2 separate regions of the Ovis aries genome follow, and region 2 is linked to region 1. The links are chromatin contacts, called in public Hi-C maps. All regions are on one chromosome and are shown on one strand. The core of a region is the stretch at or near the end of the contact, and the rest is flanking DNA. Distances in the headings are between cores, read along the strand shown. Region 1 holds the start of ZFP36L2 (ZFP36 ring finger protein like 2). Region 2 holds the start of LOC105606921.

The links. Hi-C and Micro-C count contacts between places; a contact is called where the count stands out from the background.
Region 2: a contact with region 1 is called in a Hi-C map of liver, with 8 times the contacts expected there. The contact joins the promoter of LOC105606921 here to the promoter of ZFP36L2 in region 1. A contact is called at or near these places in 5 of 16 Hi-C or Micro-C datasets (liver, muscle, omental adipose tissue and 2 more).

What each region holds. Positions count from the first base shown.
Region 1 is chr3:80,980,491-80,987,944 of ARS-UI_Ramb_v3.0, reverse strand. It overlaps ZFP36L2 (ZFP36 ring finger protein like 2), which reads right to left and starts at 2,740. Exons shown (of 2, transcript XM_027966890.2): 1 at 2,390-2,740; 2 at 1-1,904. The coding sequence starts at 2,440. The coding sequence ends at 480. It overlaps LOC114113940 (a long non-coding RNA gene), which reads left to right and starts at 2,575. Exons shown (of 3, transcript XR_006059214.2): 1 at 2,575-7,454. It overlaps THADA (THADA armadillo repeat containing), which reads right to left. Exons shown (of 38, transcript XM_060412225.1): 38 at 6,524-7,454. The coding sequence ends at 7,272.
Region 2 is chr3:81,347,918-81,355,371 of ARS-UI_Ramb_v3.0, reverse strand. It overlaps LOC105606921, which reads left to right and starts at 3,833. Exons shown (of 5, transcript XM_060413657.1): 1 at 3,833-4,006; 2 at 4,187-4,244; 3 at 4,817-5,081; 4 at 7,341-7,402. The coding sequence starts at 3,833. TRNAI-UAU (transfer RNA isoleucine (anticodon UAU)) reads left to right here and starts at 5,158; the gene lies at 5,158-5,250.

The DNA.
Region 1 (7,454 bases), core at 1,491-3,990:
GAGTCCCGACATCTGGACTGTAACTAATGCTTTTCAAGTGAAGATATGGAATGGTGGTTGATAGCTGCTGGTGCTGGGTTGATTTTTCCTAAAATCCCAAACGCATCGGAGACCTAAAAAAGTTTGTTGTTTGGTTTTTTGTTCTATCCGCATCACAACTGCTCTGTTGTGAGTCTTTTGTTCATCAATACAAAAAGTTCGTTGGCTTTTTTCCCGCTCAACAAGAATGAAACTTCGTAATAATAATAAAAATAATAATAATAATAAAAAAACAAAAAACAAAGAGGGAACCGAAAGGGGAGGGGTGGGGGCCCCTCCCGGCACTCAAGTTCGAGTCCAAGTGCTCGGCACAGCCTGCAGTCTGCTTGTGGCCGATGTCACTCCCCACACTCCCGTGCCCCTCTGCCCCTAAGCAGGGGCGCCCTCCAACACCCCCAGAACCGCCTTCCCTTCCTTCTCCTCACTGGCGCCCTCTTGCCTCAGTCGTCGGAGATGGAGAGGCGGCTGAAGATGGGTAGGCGGCGACCCGGGTCAAGGCCGGGGGACTCAGAGCCGCTGAGGCTGCCCGAGCTCAGGGAGCCGCTCAAGTAGCTGTCGCGGTCCGACAGCGAGTCTGGGGGGCTAGGGGGCGCGTCGAACACCGGCGACTCGGACAGGCGGCGTGGCAACTGGAAGCTGAAGGGCGGCGAGGGCGGCGCGGCGGCGCTGGCAGGGAGGGGCGCGCTGGGCGGCGCCGGGGGCTGCGCGGGGGGCACCAGGCCCTGTTGCTGCTGCTGCTGCTGTTGGCTGCGATAGTAGGCGGCAGCAGCCACAGCGGCAAAGTTGTGGGTCTGGATGGCGAGCGGTGTGATGAGGCTGCTCAGCTCCGGGCCGAAGGCGAAGGCGTTGTTAGCGCACGAGGCCGACGAGCAGGTGGCGCAGGGCGCGCCGGGTGCAAGCAAGTCCTCGGCGCCCCCGGTGCCGTACAGCAGCGCGGCCGCCGCCGCGGCCGCAGCAGAAGCGCAGCACGTCGGGGCGCCGGAGGGCGTGGAGGCTGCCGAGGCCGACGAGCAGGACGAAGCGGACGACGAGCAAGACGAGGCCGAAGAGCAGGAGGGTGGCGGCGGTGTGCGCGACGTGGGGCTGTCGAGAAGCAGGGGCGACTCGAGGCCCCCAGGGGGCTGGTGGTGGCCCGACGGGAAGCCCGAGAAGCTGAGGCTATGGTGCAGCTTGGGCCGCGGTTCCCGCGGGAAGCCTAGGTGCAGCGCGTCGCGGGCGCTGAAGGTGCGCAAGTCCCCGGAGGCGCCCCCGGACGGCGCGGGTCGCCGCTCATCAGCGTTGTGGATGAAGTGGCAGCGCGGCCCGTAGGGGCAGAAGCCGATGGTGTGGAAGGTGCGGCACAGCTCGGTCTTGTACTTGGGGTGCCGCGTCAGGCTGCGCAGCTCGTGGAAGCCGTGCGCGAACTGGCACTTCTCGCCGTACTTGCAGGTGCCACTCTCCTCGAAGGGCCGGCACAGCTCAGTTTTGTAGCGGGTCGAATTGATCTGGGAGCCGCCGCCCCCCTTCTGCTGTTGCTGCAGGTGCAGGAGGTGCTGGCTGCGCTCTCCGTTCTCGCTGAACGAGCGGTCCCGGAATTTGTTCTCCTTGTTCAGCAGGGCGGTGCCGCCGCCCCCCGACGGCTCCTTGAGGGTGCCGTAGGAGGCCGAGCCGCCGGCCGCCGCGCTACCGTTAGCCGCGCCCGGGAACTTGGGCGAGCAGCTGCCGGGGCTAGGCGCGGGGTGGGCGAGCGCGTGCAGGTTGCTGGCCGAGTGCCGTCGGAGGAAGCCCGGCGTGAAGCCCGAGCTGGGGGCGGTGGCCACGGGTGTCCCCACCGCCTTCTTGTCCAGCATGTTGTTCAGATTGAGGTTGGCCAGGGATTTCTCCGTCTGCCAAGAGGAGGGGAGCGGGGAAGAGATGAAAAGGGAGGAGGGAAGAGTTGGGGCGAGTTGCGGAGTAGCCACTACCAGCCCTCCGATTCTTTTTCCTTTTTTCGGATCTCGATTCGGCCCAACTTCCACACTTAAACGCGCACAAGAATCAAGTTCGTACTGGGAGGAGCCGGACTCTCCCACCCTAGGCCGCGCTGCGTCGCGACATGTGATCCTCAGCCGTGGGCCGCAGGCCTGGGCGGCGCAAACCCCGTCCGGGAAGCCCCGGGCAGCGTGGCTGCGGTGAAACTTAACAGCTACAGCGACTCCCTTCTGCCTTTCCTCCCAGCTGCTCCTTCTCCCCGCCCACAAGGCTCGAGCAACAGTGCAAACTCTGGGGTTTTTCCCGAATCTAAAAAAGTCAGAGCGGGAAGAGAACCCCCAAAGCCGAGGACAGAAGGCCAAGCCTGAGAACTTGAAGGGCTCCCTGCTCACCCGCGTACCTTGCACAAGAAGTCGATATCGTAGAAGGCGGACAGAAGTGTGGTCGACATGTTTCTGGATCCTCTAATGGTCGGAGCTGGAGACTGGGAGATCCGGAGGAGCCCTCGGGGCGGCGCGGCCGGGCCCGAGCCACGACGAGTAACGGGCGAGGGGCGAGGGAGAGACCGAAAGTTTGCTGGGGGGCGAGAAAAGAGGGAGCGGGGGCAGCAGCGTGGACTGGTTTGAGGGTGTCCGGGAGTGCGGAGTTGGGGGGAAAGAAGAGTTAAGCTAGAGCGCTCCTCCGCGCCCCGGGGTGCCCGGCCCGCCCCCCCCGCGCGGAGCCGACGGCAGCTCGCGGACTGGTGGAACTCAGCGGCCTGCGAGCGCGCGCTCTATATAGAGCCCCCGGAGCGCGGCCGCTCCGGGGCGGGCGTGCCAGGGGAGGGGACAGAATGCTGACCCCGTAGGGGTCTCTAGGCAACGCCGCCCGCCCGCTGGCGGACGTCAAGAGCCTTCCTGGCCTCCCATTGGCCGCCGCCAATTTTTTTCCTCTGGGGGAGGGGACGAAGAGGCCTCGGGGCGGGGCTGGCCGCCTTGGGCTCCCGGGGCGGCGTGGAGATCTCGGCGGAGATGGGTGCTGTTGGTTGCTGGCGGGAAGATACGGCTCCCTTCTTCTGGGGCTGTTCTGTCGGAAATCCCCAGCAGGTCTAACGTGGTTGGGTTTCTGCAGCCCTGAACGTGTCTTTCCCCGCCCGATCCTGCTAGACGAAATTGCGGAGCTTTTATCTCCTACTCTGTTTAATATTGGGCGCGGGAATTGCAAAGTGCAAGAATATTGCAACCGTCCGCGCGGCCCGGCTGCTTTGGAAAGGGTCCTCTGGCCGGGGGGGCGGGGACTCTGGGCCCGAGTTTAATGGGTGGTGGCTGCGTCCCGACTGCACGTGGAGATGCGGTGGGGGTGGGGGCGGGAGCGGCCACGCGGGCGGCCGCCTGGGCAGTCTCTCCCGGAGGAGCCTGGGCCCGTTTCTCCGCCCCTCTTCCCGCCCAGACTGCAGTAAACAGGGCTTGAATGCCGAGGCCTGCCGGGCAGGGCTGAGTGTCTGAGGACAAGGCGCTGGCTTTGCTAATCACATCACAAGACCTTGAGCCAGGGCCAAAGTCGCAGAGTGGCGCGGGGCGTCCCGGGCGGGAGAGCCGCCTGGGAGGACGGGAGGAAAGGCCGGGAGAGCCGCGCAGGCATGGAGGCCACTTCCCGCCGCCTTGTCCGTCTGCTGGTCTGTCCGGCTTTCCACAGTCCTCCTGGGGGTCGAGGTACAGCTGCCCGCCGAGGCTCCCGTCCGCCGCAGCCTTGGCCTGGCGCGCTCCTCCTAGACCCTCCCTGGCCGTTCAGGGCGCCGCGCCCTTCCTTAGCTCGTCCTGGGTTGCGGGCTCCCGCTGAGGACTACCCGCAGCCAGGCAAGGCTGGGCACCGAGGATTCACCTAGTGGGCTCTCCTTACCTTCTGTTGCCAGTCCCACACCCCAGAAGCCTGCATTGGTATAAGATTTTGCCAGCCAGTGCCCTCTGGGTGTGAGGCAGACACCACCTCGCCCCAGCACCCAGTGAGGCTTAAGCCTCTGTTAGATCTGGGGTCCTGTCCAGGACACTTCGCGTCTATGCAGACGCTGCCTCTGAAAGGCTGGAGTCCGGCCCATGATTTCGCACACCTGGCAGCCTAGGCTGTTACTGGGCCTAAGTTGGAAGGTCCAGTACCTGCCAGGGAAAGAAGCTCCTGCGACCCACACCCCCTTGCCCAGTTGATCTTATTTCTGGCTGTGTATCCTTGTGCTTATTTACATTCCGCTGCACTCACTCCCTCTCTCAGCACCCTGGGAAGGAATGAACTAGGCCTGTCTCTCAGGAAACCAACTCCTTCAAGTTCAGCTTGCATGCAGAGCCAACTGCTGGACTCTCTACCCGTCCAGGGTGCTTGAGCCAGGGCAGGGCTGTAAGGACTTCAGGATCAGAAACAGGGCTGGAGTTCAGCCTCCTTCCCTTATAAACCACATGGTTTTAGACAAATCACATAATCACTTGGGCAACTGGGTTTCCTTGTAAAACTAACATAATTTCTGCTTTACTAATCTTATCACCTTTTGTCAAGGTGCCAATGCAAATGAGTTATCTGTTATGGTGTTTAAAAGATAAACAAGTAAATTCCATCTTACTTATTAAATTGACAAAGCAAAAAAATGGAGCAAGTCAGACCTCTGGAGCATGGCTGGATGGGTGAAGGTCCACAGAATAGTGAATGTAGAGCTGAGAGGGCACCAAATTTTGGACCCTCCAGCTTGGAGCCAAGGGCAGTGACCTCAGAAGGAGTGACTGCTTTAGTCTCACCACCCAGCCTATACTGATCATTAGACAAGGCTGGGCATTCATGGCAGACACCTGTAGCCTAGAATACCCAAGAACCCTGACTCTGTTTTGTTCCTTGTTGAAATGAACCCAAACGCAAGAGTTTGAGGATGGCTTTACAGTGGGATATTTTGAATTGCCCCTGGGAATGCATCAGGGAAGTGTGAAACAGCCATTTCCCAGGCCACCACCCCTGCTATTGAAAGTCAGTGACAAGATTTCATATACAAAAACCAGTGGAAATGTGTCTCTCCTGTACTCCCAAGCTGGCGACAACCAGCCAAGCTCAAAATCTGGGGTAATTCCCAGTCAACACCTATGAGAACACCCACTTTGGGAGCTGAGTAGACGACTTTGGAGCTTGCATGCAAACATGCCATGGTACATGCTTTGGTACAGAGTACCTGCTGGTAGAAATATTTTTATTATTATATAACTGCTTTTATTTCATTTTAAATGGAGAAAAAGGGAATGCTGGACTCTTCCAGTGAGCTGAGCTTTATTAGAGCCAGTTTCATAATTATTCTACCATGGTTATCATTATGTTGTACCAACAGTTACCTGACTTCTCACCAGCCATGTCTTCTCAGGACAAAAAGAAATGTTAAGCTGGCAACTTTCCATCAAGTGTGGGATACACAGATGCCTAACCAAGTAATTAATTCAGGATCACAACAAACACATTTTGAGCTGAATAGTGCAAAACCACCAGGGAATTTTCTGTTCTTTTTAGGACAAAACTTTGGACACTAAATTAACTTCTTTCCATGCCTCTTCCTACAGCTCTTTACTAGTAGGCTCTATTTATTTAGTGTTAGGTGGTTTTCTTTCAAAGAGAAACAAATTATACTTGAAATATAAATCTTTCTGCAGTAGGAAATGATCATATCAAATCCTCTCCCCTCTGCCTGCCTGATCAAACCCTCAAACATCAATAAAATAATTATAACTGGTTGCTCACCTGTGAAGTATTTAAAAATATTTAGACTCTAAAAGCTGAACCAAGTGTACACCCAATTACTGAAATGGTTTCTTCAGATAACTAGGATGAAGTGGACGTGAATGAGGTTATGACCTATCCAAGCTATGAGTATCAAGATAACTGTCTTTGGGTGACACTCTGAAATTACAAATTAAAAACGGTAAGGCAGGAGAAGGCAAAGGCAAGCCACTTCAGCACTCTTGCCTAGAAAATCTCATGGATGGAGGAGCCTGGTAGTCTGCAGTCCATGGGGTCGCAAAGAGTCGGACAGGAGTGAAGCGACTTAGCAGCAGTAGCCGCAGCAGTGAAAACCAAAATCAGCAGCAAAACGTATGCAATAGCGACACCTGCTGGGTGTCTGAGGAAGTGGGGAGGGCTGGATTAGAAAAGCAGAGTCCTAAGGTTTGTAGCAATGGCAACCCACTCCAGCACTCTTGCCTGGAAAATCCCATGGATGGAGGAGCCTGGTGGCTGCAGTCCGTGGGGTCGCTAAGAGTCGGACACGACAGAGCAACTTCACTTTCACTTTTCACTTCCACGCATTGGAGAAGGAAATGGCAACCCACTCCAGTATTCTTGCCTGGAGAATCTCAGGGACGGGGGAGCCTAGTGGGCTGCCGTCTATGGGGTTGCACAGAGTCAGACACTACTGAAGCGACTTAGCAGCAGCAGCAAGGTTTGTAGATTAAATCACTAAAATGGATAAATGTTTTCTGTGATACTAAGTAAGAATCTTTTCGTTACTGCAACCAAGAAAATGATAGTAAACAGTGTATACATCAAATAAGTCATTTATTCTGACTCCCCTTTCCCCAGGTTCCTTCTAACAGCCAAGAGGCTATGGTTTCAGTGGGTGGTAGAATATGATTTCTTAACAATAGCACAAATACTTTTTATTGGGGGTCAAGGGGTAGGAGCTTGTAATGGCTCTTTTAATAATGAGGATGGCATGTGTAGGTCACTGAAGGCTTAAATAGGCAGACAGTAAAAACACACTTATTTGTATGAAGTTAATGCTTAATTCTCCCAGGATCCAACATTTGGAACATATTTCTTACTTCACTAAAATGGAATAAAATTTGAAATTCGGACCAAGTGGGCTGTTTGCTAACTAATCCAACTCTTACAACCAGCCAAAAACTGGGGCGGGGGGAATCATGTGTTAAACCCAATTCTGTATAGTCAGTTCAGAGAAAAATGCAGGCTGGCTCTGGTTGGACATTGGAGGTCCTGGGGGATGAGAAAGGTTAATTCAGGCCTGCAGGTGGCCTGGACCTGGGAACAGAGTCAATATTCACTGTGGTAGCCTCACTTTCTACAGTAGCTGCAATAAACGAGGCTGCCTTGAACGACTGAACTGAAGAAAAAAATCCTCTGTGGGACAGAAGGCTAGACTCACAGAAGGGAGGTCGGGGGAGGAGGTGTGGTGTAAAGGGGAGAAGATGCTGGAGTTTCTGTTGAACATTTTCCTATTGAGTGAGTGGAGGAATAACCCACCCCACCCCAATCCCACAAATCCTTCTTCAACAAGCTGTTTCTGTTCTTGGAAGCGTTAACTGATTCGCTGCTGCAGGAGAATCCAAAGCCCTGAGAACTAGGGTGTCCTCCCCTTCCTTTCCTTCCAGAAGAGCCAGCAGCCTCAGGCAAGCCAAAGTCCTTTCCTCCCAAATGCGCAGTCTTGTGAGCTCTGCCGTCTTCAAAAACTC
Region 2 (7,454 bases), core at 2,584-5,083, 370 kb before region 1:
TGGAAGCCGCCCACTGGCAGCTGTGCTGTAGAAGGAGGAAGAGAAGACCCTTCAGCGTTCTTCTGGCACCTTCCATCCACTGATGGGGCACAACAGTGGTGCTGGCTGGCGAGACCACAGGGCAGAGATGGTGTGTTTCGAGCAGAGAAGCACTAAGTTAACAACTGACACACACCCTGTTTACATTCTCATAATTAGACGACATTTCATAGGGAATCCTTTCTATTTGTGTTATATGTGTTTATAGCCTGGTAGCTCAGTGGTAAAGAATCTGCCTGCGAAGCAGGAGACGCAGGTTTGATCCCTGGGTCGGGAAGATCCCCTGGAGAAGGAAACGGCAATCCATTCCAGTATCCTTGCGTGGGAAATCCCATGGACACAGGAGCCTGGTGGGCTACAGGACAAGAGTCAGACACGAATTAGAAACTAAACAACAGGCAGTACATAGCAGCCTATGGTTAGGACAGCCCTGTGCTCTTAGCGGTCGGCTGCAGTCACCGTCATGCTGGTTATTACAACATCCCCTTTCACTCTAAGGAATGTCCCTTTTTGGAGGATAAAAACGTGGTCACACGAACTCTTTACATACTATTTTCTGTCAAACTATTCCCACTGGTAACAGTTAGAAACACAATAGATACAGATACGCAAAACTGAAGACAGCCCAGGTGTGGAGGGGTCCAGATTCAGGAAGAAGTGCAGCCCGAGCTGCTTTGCTCCGTGACGCATTGTTCGGTTTGTAGGTGGGAGAAACTAAGAGGCTGAAAAGCTGAGCCAAAAGAAATAGTTCTCAAGAGTGATATATGATTTTTAAAATGTACGTCTGGGTTTGTCTAAAAGAGCTCTTTTAATACGTACAAAATAAAAAGTCTGACATGAAAGCACAGTGTTGTTAAAATGGCAGCATCTTTTCTTTCTCTAATATCACATAAAGTCATGGTACATTTTATAGGATAGGGCAACTCAGATTTGATGAAATATGGTATATTTGTTCCCATGTTTGAATGTCTCTATGGCAGAGACTCCTGGAAGTGGAACTGCTGGGTCAAAGGACATGTATTGGATAGATTCTGCTTAACTGTCTTAAAAAAACAAGAAAACTGAACAGTGTTCATTTCCCCATACTAACACTGAAATGCCATCAGTCTTTAAATGTTTTTCTCCTCTGACAGGCTCTCACCATGTCATTTCAGCTTCAATCCAGAGTCAAGGGAATCTGTACTTTCCCAAATTATCATGTTCCTCTCCTGTGTGTAATTGGTTCAAATCTGTATCACACTTCCCTAGAGCTTGGGCCATAAGACCGACACATCTTTCTCCTCCAAAGGGCAAATAAAGGGTCATTCTCCATGTGGTGCTGGTAAGGATCATGGACTACTAGGATAGGAAGGGATTTTAGACATTGCCAAATCCTAGAAGTTCTGAAAGACATTCAAGATGATTCTCACTGTTACAGGTGATAGAGCATCTTCTCTATTTCTACTTAGAAAAATAATACAATAATTCTTCATTCAACCTCTTGCCCCATGAATGTGAGATCACTCTGGGAACATCTGAGGCCTGCTGACCAGCACCTGCAGTGGTCCCTAAATACCAGATGTGTTTATGATTCAGCAGCAGTCGTGGGTCCTAAGTGGTGAGTTTTGACTCCTCTGTAGCACCTATCTAAAATCATATATTGCTTCATATACAACCATAATGGAATGCTGGCTAAAAACATAAAATATAAAAAGTTTGCTGAAATAAAGTAAAAGAAGACCATAAAATGAAAATTCTACAAATCTAGTTCAAGATGGTCTTCATTTACTTGATGTGCAAATTGCATTCGGCTAATCAAAATGTTTATCTTGTATGTCAGAAGCAAAAACCAAAAAGACAAAATATGGTGATCATTATATCCAATTTGGTCTTTCATTATTAGGAATAAAGACCAGCCACGCCCGCTTCATGTTATTTGCAGAATGGTGCTTACACACAGCAGCCGGAACCCTTCTGTTTTAGCTCATCATTTAGACACACAAAAACATGAAAGTAATAAAAATAAACCAGTTTTTAAAGTGCAAAAAGCATAAATTCTAAACATTCAGTTAGGAAAGCAGTTTGTGTCTATTTTCGATGCTACAGTGAGTCATTGCATTTCATACATTTTAATACATTTGTCCTAAGACCAGTATATGCTCTTTTAAAGACTGTTAACAAAGCATGCTTTTCCCTTACATAATTAAATCAAACATTTTGCATTACATGGTAAATGGGAAGTTGAAACTAGTCTTATGATACTATGGATGTTACTCAAGTTTATTTTAATATCATACATATATCTAAAATAAGTTTTAAGAATCACTTCTTTGTTCCACATTACACAAATTATTACATGATTAAATCAGCGCAAGCTGTTGTCAAGGGTATACATGGTAAAAGGAATTCTCCAGTCAAGATAGGATAGGAAACTCTGGTTTAGACCTCAGTTCACAAATGAGGAAACAGGCCCAGAAAGGGTAAGAGATTTACTTAAAGTCACACAACCGGGGAGGGCCAGACTCAGACTCTTCGTTCAGTGCTCTTCAGGATGGGTGTGTATGAGGTTAAGTGATTTGAAGGTCTCAGTATACTCGTTCTTGCTGAAAAATCTCTCTAGCAGCACAGGTTCTGACACTACCCTCTCTAGGCTCAGCACTGCCCTCACCAGATTCCTCCGTTAGAGCCCTAATTTCCTTGGGGATTAAACTATTTTAGTTCTAAAAGGCTGTATTAGGTGTTGCCTTCCGTTCCTGCGCAACCACGGTCAGTTAATATCTGCTGAACCAAAACTGTAAAGGGTCTCATACAAAGCAGTATCTGCTTGAACCAATACAAGATCTGAAAGTGAAGCGTGGAAAGGGAAGTTGGACCACCAGGGGCTATCTTTGCTCCTTATAATTCACCAGAAATATTCTACCTGAGGAGCTAGGAGCAAGAAAGAGCAGACTCTGCAAATGCTACTGGATCTGAGCAGATGCTGTGTTTGAGTCCATAACTTATTTTCGTGTCTTTTAGGAAATTAACCCCTTTCAATTTAGGGGAAAAATTATTCCCACCTGTGGGCAAATCATGCCTTTACCTTGAGAGTTTGTTCTGTGTTTTAGGAGGGATTTATTTCAAAGGCTCACTCTCTGCTGTCCTTGATTTACCAAGGACCCAGCAAAGTCGGCTCCAAGGAGCCCTAATCCTGGCATTTTGTAAACAGCTCTGCATCCACCATCAGCCTGAAGGGATCTTGCAGGGGTGTTGACCATCCTTCCAGAGCTCTGGATGCATATCTCCCATAGTCCACAAACCATCTGGAGAGGCCACCTATCTCCTTTCCCTGGGTGCACACCACAGTATGCACAAAGCATTGACCTTCCTGAAAACACCCCCTTCAGAGGCCCCTCCCTTACACAGAGCCTGTGTCTGTCACCTCAGCCTTTGCCTGACCATTCCAGTCTTCTCTGCTCCAATTTCAAGGCTTTTCTACAATCCTACTCTTGACTTCATCACCCAAACACAACCTGTTAATGACAGTCAGCACCATCAATGTGATTAAGCTTCCCTGGCGGCTCAGACGGTAAAGGTTCCAGCCTGCAATGTAGGAGACCGGGGGTTCAATCCCTGGGTTGGGAAGATCTCCTGGAGAAGGAAATGGCAACGGGCTCCAGTATTGCTGCCTGAAGAATCCCAAAGACAGAAGAGCCTGGCGAGCCCGTCCATAGGGTCGCAAAGAGTCCGACATGACTGAGCAACTTAACACTTACCTTCCCTTCAACACGGTGATTATGCATGATCATTATTCTGCCCCCATCCCTTGCTCGTGATGGTTCTTAAATTTATTGACATAGTGTTCTCTTGTTTGTTGTCCTGGCTCTCCCAGGAAAGCAGAGGTCATCTAACAGAGAGGCGCCGGCGACAATCGACAATCGATGGAGGGAATCCGAGAGGGAAGGGGTCGGGGGACTTGTTGGAGGAGGCTGCTGATAAACTCCCAGAGGTCCCCACTAGAGTTATCAGTCAAGGATAACAGACACAGTGCCTAGAACTCTCCAGAATGTTTACATTAAAATTTGAGATCAGAAAAAATATAATAAATGTAACGATAAATCCAGCCTGGATTATATTTGTGTTTTATAGCAGCAAAACTTAATTTAAAAAAAAATTTTTTTTAATGCAGAAAGGGGCCCACAAAGACGAAGTGCATAAGGCGCGGGACAGTCATAATTCAGTCCTGGGTAAGGTTTACACTTTCCGCTTAAAAAACAGAAATGGATATCCAGATATTTGTAGGAGACCTCTTGATTTTACATATTAGGAACTCGCTTTAAACAAAACATACATTGTGTGGCCCAACAAAAGACGCGGAACCTAGGCTGCAGCCTCTTGAAGACTCGGACTATCATCGTGTCCCCGGAACGCCCGTGGCTTGACAAGATTTCGGGGACACTTCTTCAGCCTGAGTGCCCGAGCACCCCACTCAGGACAGAGTAAGGGGCAGTAGAAAGCCTTCGGGACACAACAAGGGTCTGACGGTAAAATCCCCGCCCCGTCCGGTGTTGGAAGCTCGAAGGCCACTTCAGCCCCGGCACTCTCTGGAGCCTCAACCGGCTTCGCCCTTTCGCGGGTTTCCCGGCTCCCACCGACTTCCAGGGAGCGCAGGTTAGGGGGTGGAGTCTTCCCGCTCACCAGGCAGGCTGGAGCAGGGCGCAGGGACAGTCGTCCGGGACATCTACGGCCCCGGAGCCCAGGCCGCCCCATCCCTCGCAACAGGGCCCGCCCGCCGGCCGCAGCCTGTCTCCTGGGTGAGACCGGCTCCTCGCGGGGTCTGCTCCCGGCAGGCGAAGCTCCACACCGAGGACTCGGAGGTGGTTTTCAGACCGCCGCGGCCAGGGCTCCTCCTCCCGCGCTGCTCAGGGAGGCGGGCTGAGCTCTTTACAAGGCCCTGCCACACGACCCCGCCATTCCAGACGGAGACTTCCGCAGCCTCCCGGCCTTAACTCGAACGGGAGCTGCTGGACCGGAAGCTGCGGGGTCTCGGGGCCCCGGCTAGTTCCCGCCGTGCCGAGCCGAAGGTGCGCATGCTCCGCAGAGGCCCGCACGGGGCCTGAGTAAACCCTGATAGAGCCATCGCAAGGCGGGGTGAGCAGAGCTCCAGTGGCGCAATCGGTTAGCGCGCGGTACTTATACAGCAGTACATGCAGAGCAATGCCGAGGTTGTGAGTTCGAGCCTCACCTGGAGCACGACCCTTTTGGATACCCGCACGTTTCCCCACTTTTACCTCCGTGCTCAAGGAAACGAATCAGTCTCTCTTTACACTCCTCAGTTCCTGTCTCTTGACTGCTCTGCTTGCGTGTTTTGCTCCGCTGCAGGCAGGAAGCCGCTCGTATCCGCTCCTCTAACTCGCTTTCCAAGCTACTTGTTGCCCCCGCGAACCATCCAGCCGCCCGAACCCGGACGTTTACCTGCTGCTCCCTCTCCCTAGGCATTTCCTTTAACGGCACCCAGTCCCGGATCCCGGGACCGGGGATGTGGACCGCAAGGGCGCTGCACCGGTGATGGGGCCCTACCTGGGTCTCGTCATCGAAAACTCCGGCGCCCTCTCTACGGGGCTTGCCCGAGCTCCCGGAGCCGGTTCCCGGGCGCTGCCCCTCACCCAGGACCAGGAGCGGCGGGGTGCGCGTTGGGTGGCGGGGCGGGAGCCGAGCGACCACTCCCGCGAAGCCCAGAGCAGGAGCGGTCGCTGTCCTCCTTTTTAACTACTACTAACTAGTCGTCGCCCCTCCCTCGGATCTAGAGCCCCTAGACGGCGGGCCCTTCTCCCCTCCTCAGGCCTCCAGGCCTCCCTGGGCGGATCTGCAGAGTTTGGGAAAAGTGCCTGGGCGTCTTCCTCCCTATTTGTGCCCCTTCTCCCTGGTGTCAGACAGGACGGGTGGAATTCGCTGGCAGACGGGAGAACAGACGTTTTCTAGGGATACCCTTTCCTGGCCGCCGCACACCCCATGTTCAGAAGTACCCCCTCTAAGCAGGATATCTGCCAGCTGGATTTGGAATGTTCCAGCACGTGAACGCACCCCTGAGGCACGGGGGCCGCTTTGCCTGCGGATGGGTGGGCGGGGGGCGCCCCACATCCCCGGGAGGTGGGGCGAAGTGGAGACCAAGAGTAGCTGGGATGAGAGGCCTCCCGCACACGTTCTCCCATACGCGTGTTTTCAGCTGTTTTTATGGGGTGTGCTAGTAAACTCCTGGGATGGAAATACTACCGGGAGTGCTGAGAGGAAAGACCTGGAAAGCTCTGAGAAAGTGGGCGGAGCTCTTGTCTGTCTCCTCGACTGCTAACCCCAGCCCCCGGTTCCGAAAGGGAAGCCCCGCACCACCTGGAATGTGAGAAAGTCCGTCCCTCGTCACCTAACCTGGCTGGACCAGACGCTTCTGCTCACAGGCTCATCCTCTGCAGATGGTGAGGGCTCCCCTTTAGAAATCTGGCCAGCCTGGAAACAAGTATCTGTCCGCCACCCCGACACAAAAAATTGGCTTATTTTTTTAAAAATAGCTTCGAGATATAACTCATATACCCTACCATTCACCCACTTAGTTTGCAGTTCAGTGGATTTTAGTGCTTTCACAGATAGGTGCAACCATCAGTCACCACAGTCAATTTTAAAACATTCTTATCAACTCAGTAGGAAATCGTGTATCCTTCACCTATGACCCCACCCCACCACTAAATAATCACTAATTTACTTTCTGTCTCTACATTTCCCCTTTTCTGGACCTTCATATGAATGGAATCATAATGTGTGGTCTTTCGTGACTGGCTTCTTTCAATGTTTTCAAGATTCGTCCTGTCCTACCTTGTATCAGTACTTTCTTTTTTTTTTTTTTTTTTAATTTATGGCTGGATAATATTGCATTGTATGGATTCTTTTCAATTTTGAATAGAAAAAAGGCTGGCATTTTAAAAACATTTGCTGAAAAATTTTTAAAAAGGATATTAATGTTAAAATGTACAAAGCGTAAAAACAGTCACATTTGCCAGGTGTGTAATTTTTAACTTTCAGAGGTTATCGTTGCAAGCACTGGTCAGATATTTCCAAGAGCTCAGCCAAGAGTTGAGCATGGAGTGGGCCCCCAAGGTGGACAGAAACAAATGAAAGAAAGATCATTCTGCCCAACCACCTGTCCACATTGGGAATCCCTTCTACAAAACCCCAGCTCCTATTTGAAAAGTGTTAGCATCAGCATGCCATTTCTTCTCAAGGTGATGTGTTCCACTTTCTGTCAACTCTAATGGTTAGAACATTCTTCTTAAATATTGTTTCTGTTCCTTCAGGTTATGCTGGAATGATGGTGGTTTGGGGAGCTCTTTTTCTGGTCAGGCGGTGAAGTGGGAAGGTAAGCTAAATTAGTTGTCTTTGTTCTATTTAAGCTAGAAATCACCAGATAG